Linked DNA regions of Mus musculus: region 2 is linked to region 1. Evidence: chromatin contacts called from public HiChIP or PLAC-seq data. All regions are on one chromosome and are shown on one strand. The core of a region is the stretch at or near the end of the contact, and the rest is flanking DNA. Distances in the headings are between cores, read along the strand shown.

Region 1 (6,875 bases), core at 1,297-3,796:
AAACCTCCAAAACACCACCACTACCAATGGTAGTAAAAACAAATGGCATAGCTTAATGGCAGAAGGCATGCCTGAGGCTCTGGGTCCCATCCTGTATACCAAATCTAACAAAACCCTCAAATGGGAGATAAAGAAAAAATATTTGGAACCTCACTAGTAAAGAAAGAAATAGAAGTAGTGTGGCAGCACTGGCTATAGCTGTCTAACAGTTACTTTCCAATGTTTGTCATGTTGCAGTGAAATTAGTAACTGATAACGTGAAGAAAGGAAAGCCCGGGATAGTTAAGTGCCATGATTAGCTGAGTGCTGCACATGTTCAAAACTGACACAAAATTTCCAAGTACCTTTGACAAAGGTTCCATTAATAGGTGGTCATGGAAACTCCTGATAAAGACAGTGCATGCTCCTTTGCACACTTGGGAGGCAGAGGCAGGTGAATCTCTGAATTAGAGGCTTGTCTGCTCTGCAGAGCAAGTTCCAGGACAGCCAGGGATTCATAGAGAAATACTGTCTCTAAAAACAAAACAAAAAACAAAAGAGTAAAGGGATCAGATTTGTTAACCACTAATATTAGAAAAATATTGTAGTGTATTTTTTTATTTTAATATTTTGTGTGTGTGTGTGTGTCTTGCACTCAGGAGCCATAGGAAATCAGAAGAGAGCATCAGATTCCCTGACACAGTATTTACAGACAGTTATGTTCCACCTAGTAGGTGCTAGGAACTGAAGCTAGGTCCTCTGCAAGAGCAGTTAAGTACTCATTTTTGGTTTTGTTTTCCTCTGTATCCCTGGCTATCCTGGAACTCACTCTGTAGATCAGGCTGGCCTCGAACTCAGATCCACTGGTCAAGTGAATCCCCTCCCCAGCGCTGGGACTTTGTGTGCCACCTTGTCCTGTCAGTTCAGTATTCTTGATTGCTGAGCAGTAGGTAGTTCCCCCCAAGGGTAAGAATAAACAGAATTAGTCATTAAGAACCAAAACCTTGGTGCTAGTGAGATGGCTTTGCTTTAGTCGGCAGACATGACAACCTGAATCCAACACTCTGGATTCCCTAGGTAGAGACAACCAATACCTGCAAGTTATCTGCTAACATACCCATGCCACTGTAAATGTGCTCATGAGTGCACAAACACACAAACCAAGAATAACAAAACACACACCAGAATTCCAATTCTTGTTTTTTCTACCAATAAGCAAGGAGATCTACAGTATATTATCTTCTTTGCCTCAGTTTCTCTTTCTGTAAAAAAATAATGGTACCTACTCCACAGATTTCTTTAAAGATAAGAGAACTACTGTATGGCGGCAGGCTTCTGGGACCTTAAAGGCCACCATCCAAGATGACAAAGAGCGTTTTAGGCATTTAGGTGAACTGTAGCACTAACATGCCTTTTTTGTTTGTTTGTTTTGAGACAAGTTTTCTCTGTGTAACCCTGGCTGTCCTGAAACTTGTTTTGTAGACCCTGCCTCTGCCTCCCAAATACTAAGAACAAATATGGGCATCACTACCCTCTGTTTGTGCATGCCTTAATTGCCTAAAATTCTAATAAAAAATCTTAAAAGTCCCCCCTGAAAATGTCTTTTTGGATAAATTCCTAAGTTTCTATAAGAATTGGTGACTGATTAAATACCAAAGGGGAGATTAAGACTTCTTTAAAGAGCCAGGCGTGGTGGTGCACGCCTTTAATCCCAGCTCTTGGGAGGCAGAGGCAGGCGGATCTCTGATTTCGATAGAGACCAGCTTGGTCTACAAAGTGAGTTCCAGGACAGCCAAGGCTACACAGAGAAGCCCTGTCTTGAAAAAGAGAGAAAAAAAGAATTCTTTAAAGAAACATGACTGCTGCACATTTGTGGCACACGTATATACATATACTCAGGTATACATACTTATCAGAATATACATATGTTTTAGTTTTGTAAGAAATCAAATTGGGAGGTAGAGTTGGGAGCCAAGTACTTTTGATGTCCCGGGTTTGGTCTCTAGTATTGCAAAAACAAAATAACAAGTAAAACAGGTAGGGAAATAGCTAAGTAAAACATTGGTCACACATGTGAGGACCCAGAGTCTAATTCACAGAACCTATGTAAAAAAGCTGGCCACCCAGCAAATCAAACCAGCACCATCAAATTTGCAATCACATGCCCAGGTATTAATTTTTGACTACATAAATCTTAGTAGTGTAGCATGTAAGATAATGTAGTTAAATGTATTCAATTGTTCCTAGGAAACTATCAAAACAAATACTTCATATTCATCACTGCAGCATTTAGTCATTGGGAGAAAAGTTATATTTTCAACAATCTGTTACTGATAAGATAAAACTGGGTTTGGCTAGATATAGTGGCATATTCCTTTAATCCCAGCACTCAGGCGACAAGAGGCACACGATCAATATACATAGAGATGCTGAGGAGAGCAAAAACCTGGGTTTCATGGTACATGCCTGTAACTGCACATGAAAGGCAGAAAGAGAGGACTGCTGAGAATGCTGAGGTCATCCTGATCTACATAGTGTTCCAGAGCAGCCAGGGATATGTGAGTGCTCGCCTCACAACAGGAAGTAAGGCCTGTGAGGTGGTGGGGCGAGCACTCAGGAGACAAGGGCAGCAGGATCTGGAGCCAGGGCCATCACTGGCCACAAAGCTGGAAGCCAATCTAAGCTGTATGAAACCCTAGCTCAAAAGTCCTATATGTACCATATATTGTAACGTCTGCTTCACAGCTTATATGAGAAATTCATTCTTATTATAAATTTACACTGTAAACAACAATAACAACAAAAGTCCTTCATGAACTGGGAATATAAGGTGCCCAGTGACAAAGTGCCTGCCTAGCATGGAGAGAATGATTAACAAGACAGTCTTAATTATTTGTTACAGAAAACAGATAGAATGTTAAACAAAAAGTTGTGACTTTGTTTGTAAAACAGACTCCAGTTGACTGACCAACTTATGATCCTGCCTTAGCCTCTCAAGTAGCTCAGATTATAAACCTATGGTAGCAAGCCAGGCATAATATATACACTATGCAAACAAACAAAAGTCAATTGGGATCTAGCTCAGTGGTAGAGTGCTTGCCTAGCAAGTGCAAGGCCCTGGGATTGGTCCTCAGCTCTGAAAAAAATAAAAGTAGGTAGCCTCAGCTGGGGATATCCTATATATATCAAGCCAACTGGAGCTGCCCACTTAAGACCCTGTCTCAAGAAGACAAAGGAGCCCTCAAGTAGTTCAATCAGTAGAGAGGACTTGGTTTGATAGATACTAAACACTGGGTTTGAATCTCAGAACCATATAAACCATGCAAAGTGCCTCCAACCTCAGCACTCAGAAGATAGAGGCAGAAAGACTGGAGCTCAAGGCCAGCCTGAGGCTACAAGAAACCAAGGAAAGAAAACAGGAAAGTAATAAAAGGAGGGAACAGTAGCACCAAGTTTTTACTGGCTTAAAACAAATTTTTTTTTGAGCCAGGCGTGGCGCACACCTTTAGTCCCAGCACTCGGGAGGCAGAGGCAGGCAGATTTCTGAGTTCGAGGCTAGCCTGGTCTACAAAGTGAGTTCCAGGACAGCCAGGGCTATACAGAGAAACCCTGTCTCGAAAAACCAAAAAAAAAAAAAAAAAAAAAAAAAAAAAATTTTTTTTAAAGCAACAATTATGAAAGTCTAACATGAAGGTCACTGAACAAAGGTCAATATGAACCATGAGATATCAACATAAGGCAGAAAACGAGGCAGATACTTTGATTTGCAACTTACTACGTAAATCAGGCTAGTCTTGAAACTTTTAAGTCTTTCCTGCCTCTTGCCTCTGAGCAGCTCGTGTAACTCAATTTACTTTGCAGATCTTTTGTTTTGTTTTTCAAGACAGCATCTCTCTGTGTATCTTTGGCTGTCCTAAAACTCACCCTGTACACCAGGCTGACCTCAAATTCAGAGATCCACCTGCCTCTGCCTATCCCAGCTTCCAGGTATTTTTCTAAAAAAGACTTTAAGTGCTCTGTGTCGTCACCTTGGCTGTCCTGGAACTCCATCTGTATACCAGGCTGGTCTTTTGCCTCTACACCTGGCAATTTTTCTCTTCTTTCTTTTGCTTTTTCTTCCCTCCTTTCTTTTTTTTAAAGAGATATTTCATTATGGCCAAGCTGCTTGTGAATCTTCTACCTCAGCCTCCAAAGAGTGTTAAGATTACAAGTGTGTGCTATCACACAAGCTTAAAATTACATGTATTTTTTTTATTTAAAAAAAAAAAAAAAAAAAAAAAAAGAACGCTACCTGGGTTAGAATTCTAAGTGTGTGGGCTGGTGAGATGGCTCAGTGGGTAAGAGCACCTGACTGCTCTTCCAAAGGTCCGAAGTTCAAATCCCAGCAACCACATGATGGCTCACAACCATCCATAATGAGATCTGACTCCCTCTTCTGGAGTGTCTGAAGACAGCTACAGTGTATTTACATATAATAAAAATAAATAAATCCTAAAAAAAAAAAAAAAGGAGATAGCTTACTGTTTTAAAAAAAAAAGAATTCTAAGTGTGTGATATCATGCCAGCTTGCAGATAAATAGATAGATGTGTTTAAAAAAAAAAAAAAAAAAAGGGGGGGGGGGCTAGCACAAGCCTTTAATCTCAGCACTCAGGAGGCAGGGGAAAGAAAAGAATGAGTTCAAGGCTAGCCTGGCCTACAAATCAAGTTCTTGAACAACCAAGACCACAAACTCTTGTCTTGGGAGGGAGCCAATCTGGTCACACAGTGATTTTGATGCCAGACTAGACTATGTTAGACTCTGTCTCAAGAAACTGCAAGAGGTGTTATGAGAGATGGCTGAGTGGTTAAGAGCTTGGACTGCTTTTGCAGAGGACCCAAGTTTAATTCTCAGCACTCAAAGCAGTGCATACAACATCCTTTAACTCTAGCTCCAGAGGAATCCAGGTCCAACAGTTCTGACCTCCAAATGTACGTACACTCATGAGCACATACTAACCTAACCCCCCAATCACTTAATCAAAAAAGATACCTGATGCTTTAAAAACAATTAGTAGCTCCTTAGCAAGTTAAAAGAAGTCGGACAAAGGTTGCAAGTAAAGCAGAGAGCACAAGCCTTAGAGGCATCAACCAATTGGTAACACTGCTCATTCCCAAACAAGCTTTCTACACACCACTTAGTTATTAGCTTCCTCATCTGACAGCGAGACAGGCAAAGGAAAAAATAGCAGCTAAATAATAGGATGAGTGCTGTGAAGAGAGGGTAACATGGGCTGGAGAGATGGCTCAGCCATTAAAGGCTAAGCTCATGACCAAAAACATAAGAGAAGTTAACATACTTCCTATGACTGTGGCAGAGAGGGCAACTCGTGTGGATGAAAAAGGATTTCAAGAGCCAAGCATAGTGTTCCACGCCTCCCAGCACTTGGAGGCAGATCTGTTTGAGGCTGGTCTGGTGTATAATGAGCTCCAGGACAGCCAGGGCCACATGGTGTGACCTGGTCTCAAAACCAAAACCAAAAAGACTGAAAACAAAAAAACAAAACAAAACAAAACAAAAAGAACTTCAATAAATCACTAAAGCCATAATCTCTCTCTCTCACAAGTGACTTATCTGTAGTTCATACATATGAACATTTTGCCTATACATATGTATGTGCCCCACTTGTGTGCCTAGAGGCCAGAAGTGGGCATCGCATCAGATCTTAGAACTGCACTTAACCTACATTTGTAAGCTGCTATATGAATGTTGGGAAAAAAAACTCCCATCTTCCACAACTTAACTGCTGAGTGTTCTTCTCTTCAGCCCCATAATTAGAATCTACTCCACCCCAAACTCATCTTGGTGGTGGTCCTAGCACCTGGATTGTAAACAAAGCATGTGCCAGTCCTCTGCTAGTTCCCCAGTACCCTGTCTTGGCTAGGGTTTTACTGCTAAAGATACAGGCACCATGACCAAGGCAACTCTTTTTTTTCCCCCAAAGATGTATTCGTTTTATTTATATGAATACATTGTAGCTGACTTTAGACACACCAGAAGACATCAGATTCCATTACAGATGGTTGTGAGCCATCATGTGGTTGCTGGGAATTGAACTCAGCACCTCTAGAAGAACAGTCAGTGCTCTTATCCACTGAGCCATCTCTCCAGCCCCAGGCAACTCTTACAAAGACAACATTTAATTGAGGCTGACTTACAGATTCAGAGGTTCAGTCAAGTATCATCAAGGCAGGAACATGGCAGTATCCAGGCAGGTTTAAGAGGAGCTGAGAGTTCAACATCTTCATCTGAAGGCTGCCAGCAGAGTACTCACTTCCAGGCAGCTAGGATGAGGGTCTTAAAGCCCACGCCCACAGTGACACACCTAATCCAATAGGTCTCCAACAGGGCCATACTCTCTAATAGTGCCACTTCCTGGGCTGAGCATATACAGACCACCACAACCACAAAACCCAAAAGTCTCAAATGTATAATTGTGATCTGGTCTTAGAGGCTCTTTATTAAGGGTAGCCCATTTATTCCACTTACTAAACATTTGCACAGAGAAAAGGCTTAGAGGAAGTCAACATTAGTGTCCCAGTATTAATGGAAAACTGGGTCCCAAGTAACTTCTCTACAACCCAACTCTAGAGTAATGCAACCTAACACCTTCCTTTCCTTACTTTCCTAAGAGTGACTGCCAAAAGTCACCAGAGCCTCTCTTATCCCTCCCTGAGCAGCAGCTCAGAATCATCATCCCTCAACGGTCCTACAGGCTTTCATCAGTCAGAATACTGAAAAAAGCTGAAATTGTGCTAAGCTTACATAATTGTGCTAATAATTACACAAGAGGAATAAAACACAGACACAATTTAGGGTTTATACAGAGCTAACAGGTAACCTATGTTTGGGGGCGGG
Region 2 (6,875 bases), core at 2,631-5,130, 50 kb before region 1:
TGTAGCCCAGGCTGGCCTTGAACTGGCCTAATTTTCCTGCCTTAGTCTACCGGGTTTGGACCACCACTCTCAGCTCATTTCTTTGAGTTTATAGCTTGCTCTTTAGCCCCAGGCTCTCCTTGGGTTCTCTCCATCACCTATCCTGGCCCTAAACCCTTACTCTTTCTCCTTCAGCCTCCTGAGACTACGGGCATGCACCGCTATTTCTTACATTTTTTTTTTTTTTTCCTGAGGACAGGGGCAGGCAGCAGCACTTAGGTTTTGGAGGTAGTTACTATTTCTCTATCCAGGGACCCTGAAAGAGACTCAGGATTGAGAGAAAGGACAAGGTCACATGAGACTGGAATTAGGCTGGAGCATCTGTGGCAGTGCCAGGGGGTAGGACTGTGTCCAGGAAGCAGATGGATACACAGCTCTGGGTCTCACTGGTGAGCCCAAAATGTTATTGACAATCAAATCGAGGACAGTACGTCTAAGGGAGCAGCCCTTGGTCTTGGGGGCTTGGAGGCAGCCCTTTGTAATGTTCGGGTGCTAGCTAGGAGGAAAGGGTGGTAGTAAATGAGGCCGAAGGAAGTAGTAGGTTTTTTTTGTTTTTTTTTTTTTTTTTGTTTTTTTTAAGGCTGTGAAGAGACAGGAGGGGACCCACAGAGATGAGCATAGAAAAGTTCTTAGAGGAAGGAGGGACCGAAAGGGGGATGGCCTTGTGGGTTAGAACCTTAACTTCAACCTCCCTGGTTCTAATGCCGAACCGTACCCAACCTTCCAGGAGCTTGGCCCCACCTCTGTGACAGAACCTGCCCACTTTCTGCGGGCACACTCCCGCTGTGGCCCTGGGCTCCCACCATCCCGTGCCTCCAGTCCTCAGCTCGCCCTTCCAGGTCCCCAAGCTAAGGTGAGAGAGCAGGTCTGTGGGGACTTGACGACCATTTGACAGGAGTCCCGCGGGTAGAGTCGGTACAGAGGTGCAATGTAGTGCCACGGGGTCTCCACCGTGCTTGCCATGTCTCTGCAGGGACCCGGCCTAGGCGTGGATTTCATTAGTCGCAACGCCCTAGCTGCCAAGAGAGCCCCCCGGCGCCACTCCCGCTCCCTGCAGGTCCTTGCACAGGTTCAGGAACAGCAGCGCCAAGCCCAGGAGCGCTACAACGCCACGCAGAAAGGCCATGTGCCCCATTAGTGAGTAGGTCCCGTGCGCTGTCAAGTGCGGTGAGAGACCCCTGTGGAGGCTGAGAACCAGTGTGTCTTAGTGTCTTCAGCCCCGGGCCTTGCCTTCACAGCTTGTTGGAACGCAGGGACCTGTGGCGGAAGGAAGCGGAAGCTCGCCAGCGTAGCCAGCCAGACCCGTCCATGCCCCCGGGCCACACACTCATGCCTGAGAATCAGCGGCTGGAGACCCTGAACAATCTGCTACAAAGTGAGTACTTGGGCAAGGGTGGCGGAAAGGGAGCCCATGAGAGAACCATGCATCCCTACCCAACACTCACTGGTTCCGTGCCCCTTTGTAGGCCAGAGCCAGCTGCTACGTGAGCTAGTACTATTACCTGCTGGGGCAGACTCGCTGAGAGCCCAGGGTCATCGTGCTGAACTGGACCGGAAGTTGGTGCAAATAGAAGAGGCTATCAAGATCTTTTCCCGACCCAAAGTCTTTGTGAAGATGGATACCTAGTCCTTCCCCGCTTGGTACCCACCAAGAGTAACAGGGAGATATGTGTGCGGATCACCACGTGGCTGCCAAGGGCAGACTCAAGCCCTGTCATAGCTCAAAGACAGGAGCGTTGGGGTGGGCAGAATCGAAAGCACTTCTTAGTCACCAGGGGCTGCAGAAGGGCCACCAGCCTCCCAACTTCTCTGTCAAAATTAAACCTTTTGTACACAGTGGCTGTGTTCCATAGGAGCTGTCTTAGAAATGCTAAGCCCAGTGGGCCTCCTGCTGCATCACCCACCATAGGATGCCCTCCTGCCTATGTCCAGGGAAGAAGGCAGACGTACAGGATCAGAAGAGATCGGGGCTGGGACACAGAAGGACCACATCTACATTTGTAGAAAACCTTTAATGTTCACCAGACTGAGAGGGCTCTGTGAGCAAGCTAATCTTCTCTACCCAGCTGGAAAGTCCAGGCCATGTTCCCGCAGCCTAAAGTGACAAGGGCTGCATCTTTGCCTGTCAGAGGCTGAATCCGCTAACATCACCTCGCATGCCATTCCCCCAGCCAGAATTGGCTTGCTCTCTGCTATCCAAGGAGGGCAGAGAGCTGCCAGCACCAGGAAGTAGGCAGCCAGGTTGCAGGTCCCAGCACAGGGGCCCCTGAGACAGCCCATTAGAACAGGGAGGGTGGCGATTCTCAATGACCAGGTCACTGCTGTCATCGTCACTGTCAGGATCAGTAGGCCCAGGCCCTACAGAGGAAGGCCCTGTCAGACGCCCAGATGCCCCCCGTACCACATTATTACGCTGGTTGGCAGGCTTGACAGTGACGATGAGGTTGTGGCTGTTGGCGACCATCATGTCCGTCACTTGGTCCAAGGTCTTCCCGGCCACCTCAATGCCGTTGACCTCAAGGATCTCATCACTGACCGCCAGCAGCCCTGTACTCTCAGCCAGGCCCCCACGTACCAGGCGGGAGATGAAGATACCTGGAACCCGCTCCAGGCCCTGGGGAGCCACGCGAACACTCATGCCATCTCGAATGTAGAAGCCCAGGGGACGGTCTGAACCATGTTTGTGCAGCCTCACTCGTCGGTGGGTCTCAGGTAGTAGGTCCACATCTATAACTGAAGACACCTGGCGGAAATCTTGGGGCAAGCTGATTAACAAGGGTGGCCTGGTGCGCAGAGGTGCCACTGGTCGTAGCAGGAGCCCTTTCTTGCGCCTTTGTAGAGAGTTGGAGGCAAAAGCCAGGCCACTCGAGTCACCTTCTGCTGCAGGAGAGGGGGGGGGACTAAGATTAGAGACTTCTCCCAATTGGGCCTGTGATAGGGACAATGTCAACTGTTTTCCTGCTACTTGGAGGTCAGACCAAGGGCAGAGGCTACAGAACATAAAGCCTGGGGGCCCTGGGTATGATCTACCCTGATATACCTGTCCTATCACCCTAACCCAAGAAAGCTGCCCACTGTACCCCATCCTCACCCCGTTTCTGAACCAAGAGGCGCAGAGGTGGGGGCCCGCTGGCCAGGGCCCGGTGCAAACTGTCATCGTTGGTGAGGGGCAGCAAGTCACCGTGAGCATCCGTATAGCCAAGCAGGACGTCCAGGCCAGGGATCTGGTGTACCACACACAGCAATCGCGAGAACTCCTGAAAGCCTCTCACCGAAGTGCGGGGTAGTGCAAAGCGTCGGAACTCGGCGTCAAACTGGAGGCGGGAGGGAAAGGGAACGGAGTGTCAGGACATCCCAAGCCCCTTTCTCACCACAGCACTGAGGCTGTCAGGAGAGGGAAAGGTTGCTGGAACAGCTGCAGCCTTAGGCTTAAACCTCAGCTCCAGTACAAGGGACACTGTCCAAGGTCTTTCCCTTGCTCTCCACATACCCAGGCCACAGAGGGACTCTGGAAGTCCGTAGTGGGAGGGAGGATGCGATGAGGGGAGGCAGACAGAAAAGCAGAATAGGACGGAGGATGGAGGACAGAAAGAGGTGATGGAGAGCCAAGGAACTAATAAGGGAGAGAAAGGGAATTAGGAGCCCTAGCGCAGTGGCTAGAGCCGAGACCAGAGAAGCCCTTACTTTGCTCTTCACCTCGACGATGCTATCGGGACTGCGCGCCGGAGTCCTCTGCGGCCTGGCCATTGCAGGGCCTGGCGGGCGGGGGACAGTGCCCCACAGCAGCCCGCCGAGGCGCAGGTGCACAGCCCGGCCCGCTGGCCCGAGCCGCCCCGCCCCTGGCGGTAGCACTCGCCCCGCCCTCCCACCCAAACCATGACGTCAAGGGGGACGCGACACCGAGAAACGTGGAGTCTACGTTTCCTAGGAAACGGAGACGGAGGCAGAGAGGGCTTTCTCTGTTCTTACGTCATTACGCTATGGTTCGAGCGTCCCAAAAAGGACTCGACCAATCCGAAGGCAGAATGAGGGAACAAACATTTATTAAGTTGTCCGTGCTGTCATTTTCATTTTGTAAAGGAAACTACGGCAACATTTTAGGAAAATTCTGGAGGTCTTACACAGAGCCAAAGTGGCTTCAGGCCCCATTCTCTGCTGCAGCCTCCTAACCTGGATCGCTCTCATCCAATCTAGTCCTTGCCTTTTCCTTTCCGGCTCTAGAGTTGTACTGAGGAACAGCTCACGGGCTCAGAGAGATGCCCCGGTAAGAATAAACTGTCATCAGCCAGCAGCTAGGTCAGTCAGCAGGACCCGGGAAGAGCTTGCGCAGGCGCAGAACCGCGAGGGGGGCGGAGTCTCAAACTTAGGATCCGCCTGGCGGTCACGTGCTTCCTCTCCCGCTAGAGGCGGAGCGGCGGTGCTCGCGGGAAGACCCTTTCCTGGGGGTCGCCCAGGGTGCCGCCCTGCTAATGTCCGATTCAGGGTTGCTGGCCCTACAGCCCTGGATTCGAGAGCTGATCCTAGGTTCAGAAACACTGTCAAGTCCACGAACCGGGCAGCTGCTCAAGGTAAGCAGGTCGCTCAGATCCCAGAGACCCGGGTAGAGAAGGCGGGAGTGAATTGACACTAGCCACTACTGTTGTGTTAGGTACTCCAGGACTCGGAGACTCCCGGCCCTTCTTCCGCCCCTGACACACCTGACACCGGGGCCGTGTTACTTGTGTCAGACGGAACCCACAGTGTCCGATGCGTGGTGACGCGCAACGCCATCGACACCTCCGACTGGTAAGAGAAGTGCTACTTGTCAGCGGAAGGTGGGAGGCCAGCTGGCTAGTGGGGCATTGAACCTGAAGTGGGCGGGTACTGGAGAAGTGGGGAAAGCTCATTCCCCAGGCGTATGGGGGTTTGTGCCTGTGCTCTGGACAATGAGGGCTGTGCTCGCCGCAGGGAGGAGAAGGAGCTCGGATTCCGCGGGACCGAGGGCCGGCTCCTGCTACTGCAGGCCTGCGGGCTCCGCGTTCAGGTGGCTCAGGACCATGCGGTGAGTGGTAAGGCTCACTTGGGCGGGTTGGTTACTGTACCTAGCTCTTTGTCACCACTCCTGAGACACCACTCCCCAACTCCTCCAGCCTGCGGAGTTCTACCTCCAGGTGGATCGCTTTAACCTGCTGCCCACGGAGCAGCCCCGGATACAGGTGACTGGTTGGTAAGTGGTCCCTTTAAGGGAAGGGGATGTAGCTCAGTGGCAGACTACAGGCTTCGCATGGCTGAAGTCCTGAGGGCTTCAGTCTAAATCTCTCCATATTCCTCTCCCCAAAACAAAACAGTTAAATGAAGCTTCCACCTTTTGTCTCTTCACGCGCACTTGGCATAGATCTTCAGGTGAGAGGGATGGGCATCAATAACCCTGATCACCTACCACCCTCCTCTTTCTCCCAGCAATCAGGATTCAGATGTGCAGAGAAAACTCAATGAGTGTCTTGAGTAAGTTTGGGGTTGGGCCCTGAGGCTGTGCGCGGTATGGTCACGGGTGGCAGAGCTGGGTAGATTGGCATCAGAGCTGTCCCTGAGAAGTCTTCACTGTTTCTCTAGGGACCACCTCTCAGAGTCTGCTTCTTCCAGTGCAGGTACTGGTAGGGGTTTCCCCGGTAACCCTACCTAACTCCCTCTGTGGTTCCTCAGTAAGTCACTGAAATCTCTCACTTACCCTTCCTTCTTGTTGCAACTTCAATCCTTCGGCTAAAATGCTGGCCCCAGGCCTAACCCTGTCCCAGCTTCTGGATGAGGTGAGGGAGGACCAGGATCATCGGGGAGCCCTAGTGTGTCTAGCTAAGAGCTGCCTGGTGCTGAAAGGTCCTTGTACAACCACCCCCCTCACCGACTGGATCACCTCTGGCTCCCAGGCCTTGGTCAGTGCTGGGCTTTTTCTGGGAGGTTTCAGAGGGAGGGTTAGGCAACTGCCATGCTGAGCTCTCTCCCTCTCTCGTGTCCCGCAGGGAAAAGCTGTGTTCACTGTGTCTGGCTCATTGCTGCACATCCCTGAGGGTGAGGAGCAGATTTTGAGTTCTACAGGCTCCAGTCAGAAGGCTCGGGGTAAGAACTGAATGGGGACAGGGGGGTGGGGGGGGCTCAGAGCCCACCACAGTACTGATGATTCTCTCCAGAATGCCAGGGACCCACCTTTTTTTTTTGGTGTTTTTTTTTTTTTTTTGAGACAGGGTTTCTCTGTGTAGCCCTGGCTGTCTTGGAACTCACTCTGTAGACCAGGCTGGCCTCCAACTCAGAAATCCACCTGCCTCTGCCTTCCAAGTGCTGGGATTAAAGGTGTGTGCCACCACTGCCCAGCATCCAGGGACTCATCTTTGTCCTTCACCCAGTTCCTTTGGTTCAGGCTATAAGCACTCAGTACCCTGGGTCAGATTACTTGACTGTGGAGAGGCTGTGAAATGCTGTATAACACTCGCAGGCACTCAGCTGTCCTGAGCAGAGAGGTCTGTGCTCACACCCCGTTTCCTTTCCCCCAGGAACCTCCGCTTCACCCAGCCACATGCCCCTGGAGGAAAGTGGTGCCAGCGTTAGCCTTCTGTCAGCCTTGGCTACATCGGACCCTGGGCAGATGGACAGTTCCCAGTCTCCACCAGCTGTTGGCTCAACCTCCCCAAGAGCTCAGGCCCCCACTTCTCCACCCTGCAATTCTACACCCAGCTCCCTACTCTTGAACTGCAGCCCCAGTCTTTCACCCCTTCACCCTGCCCCTAGATCACACCAGTCCTGTGAGACCAGAGCTCAGGCTCCTAAGCTGGAGTTCCAGTGCTCCTTCAAGAAACGGCAGCTTC

The links. HiChIP or PLAC-seq counts read pairs in DNA pulled down with a chosen protein or histone mark.
Region 2: a contact with region 1 is called in an H3K4me3 HiChIP or PLAC-seq map of bone marrow-derived macrophages, with 4 times the contacts expected there. The contact joins the promoter of Pard6a here to the enhancer-like site in region 1. A contact is called at or near these places in 9 of 39 promoter capture datasets (the C10 cell line, the HPC-7 cell line, cranial neural crest and 5 more), 9 of 484 Hi-C or Micro-C datasets (the HPC-7 cell line, LSK cells, bone marrow-derived macrophages and 5 more), 11 of 115 datasets of contacts at active chromatin or transcription factors (the 230-238 cell line, the HPC-7 cell line, the SCID.adh cell line and 6 more) and 3 of 9 other capture datasets (adipose tissue, liver and pancreatic islet).

What each region holds. Positions count from the first base shown.
Region 1 is chr8:105,647,017-105,653,891 of GRCm38.p6, reverse strand. All of the region lies in intron 2 of Ctcf (CCCTC-binding factor), which reads right to left. Among named protein-coding and RNA genes, the nearest start is that of Gm5914, 13 kb to the right of the region's middle. Within about 2 kb of position 2,546, at least 11 of the 459 cell types and tissues checked have an H3K27ac peak or open chromatin away from gene starts, as enhancers often do. A contact at or near this core is called in the HPC-7 cell line, bone marrow-derived macrophages and pancreatic islet, where this site is marked.
Region 2 is chr8:105,698,652-105,705,526 of GRCm38.p6, reverse strand. It overlaps Pard6a (par-6 family cell polarity regulator alpha), which reads right to left and starts at 3,880. Exons shown (of 3, transcript NM_019695.3): 1 at 3,724-3,880; 2 at 3,131-3,353; 3 at 2,033-2,919. The coding sequence starts at 3,786. The coding sequence ends at 2,165. It overlaps Acd (adrenocortical dysplasia), which reads left to right and starts at 4,299. Exons shown (of 11, transcript NM_001012638.2): 1 at 4,299-4,607; 2 at 4,688-4,824; 3 at 4,987-5,080; 4 at 5,169-5,245; 5 at 5,479-5,523; 6 at 5,632-5,666; 7 at 5,797-5,948; 8 at 6,036-6,132; 9 at 6,564-6,875. The coding sequence starts at 4,509. Enkd1 (enkurin domain containing 1) reads left to right here. Exons shown (of 8, transcript NM_198299.2): 5 at 767-892; 6 at 1,013-1,176; 7 at 1,278-1,414; 8 at 1,506-1,875. The coding sequence ends at 1,666.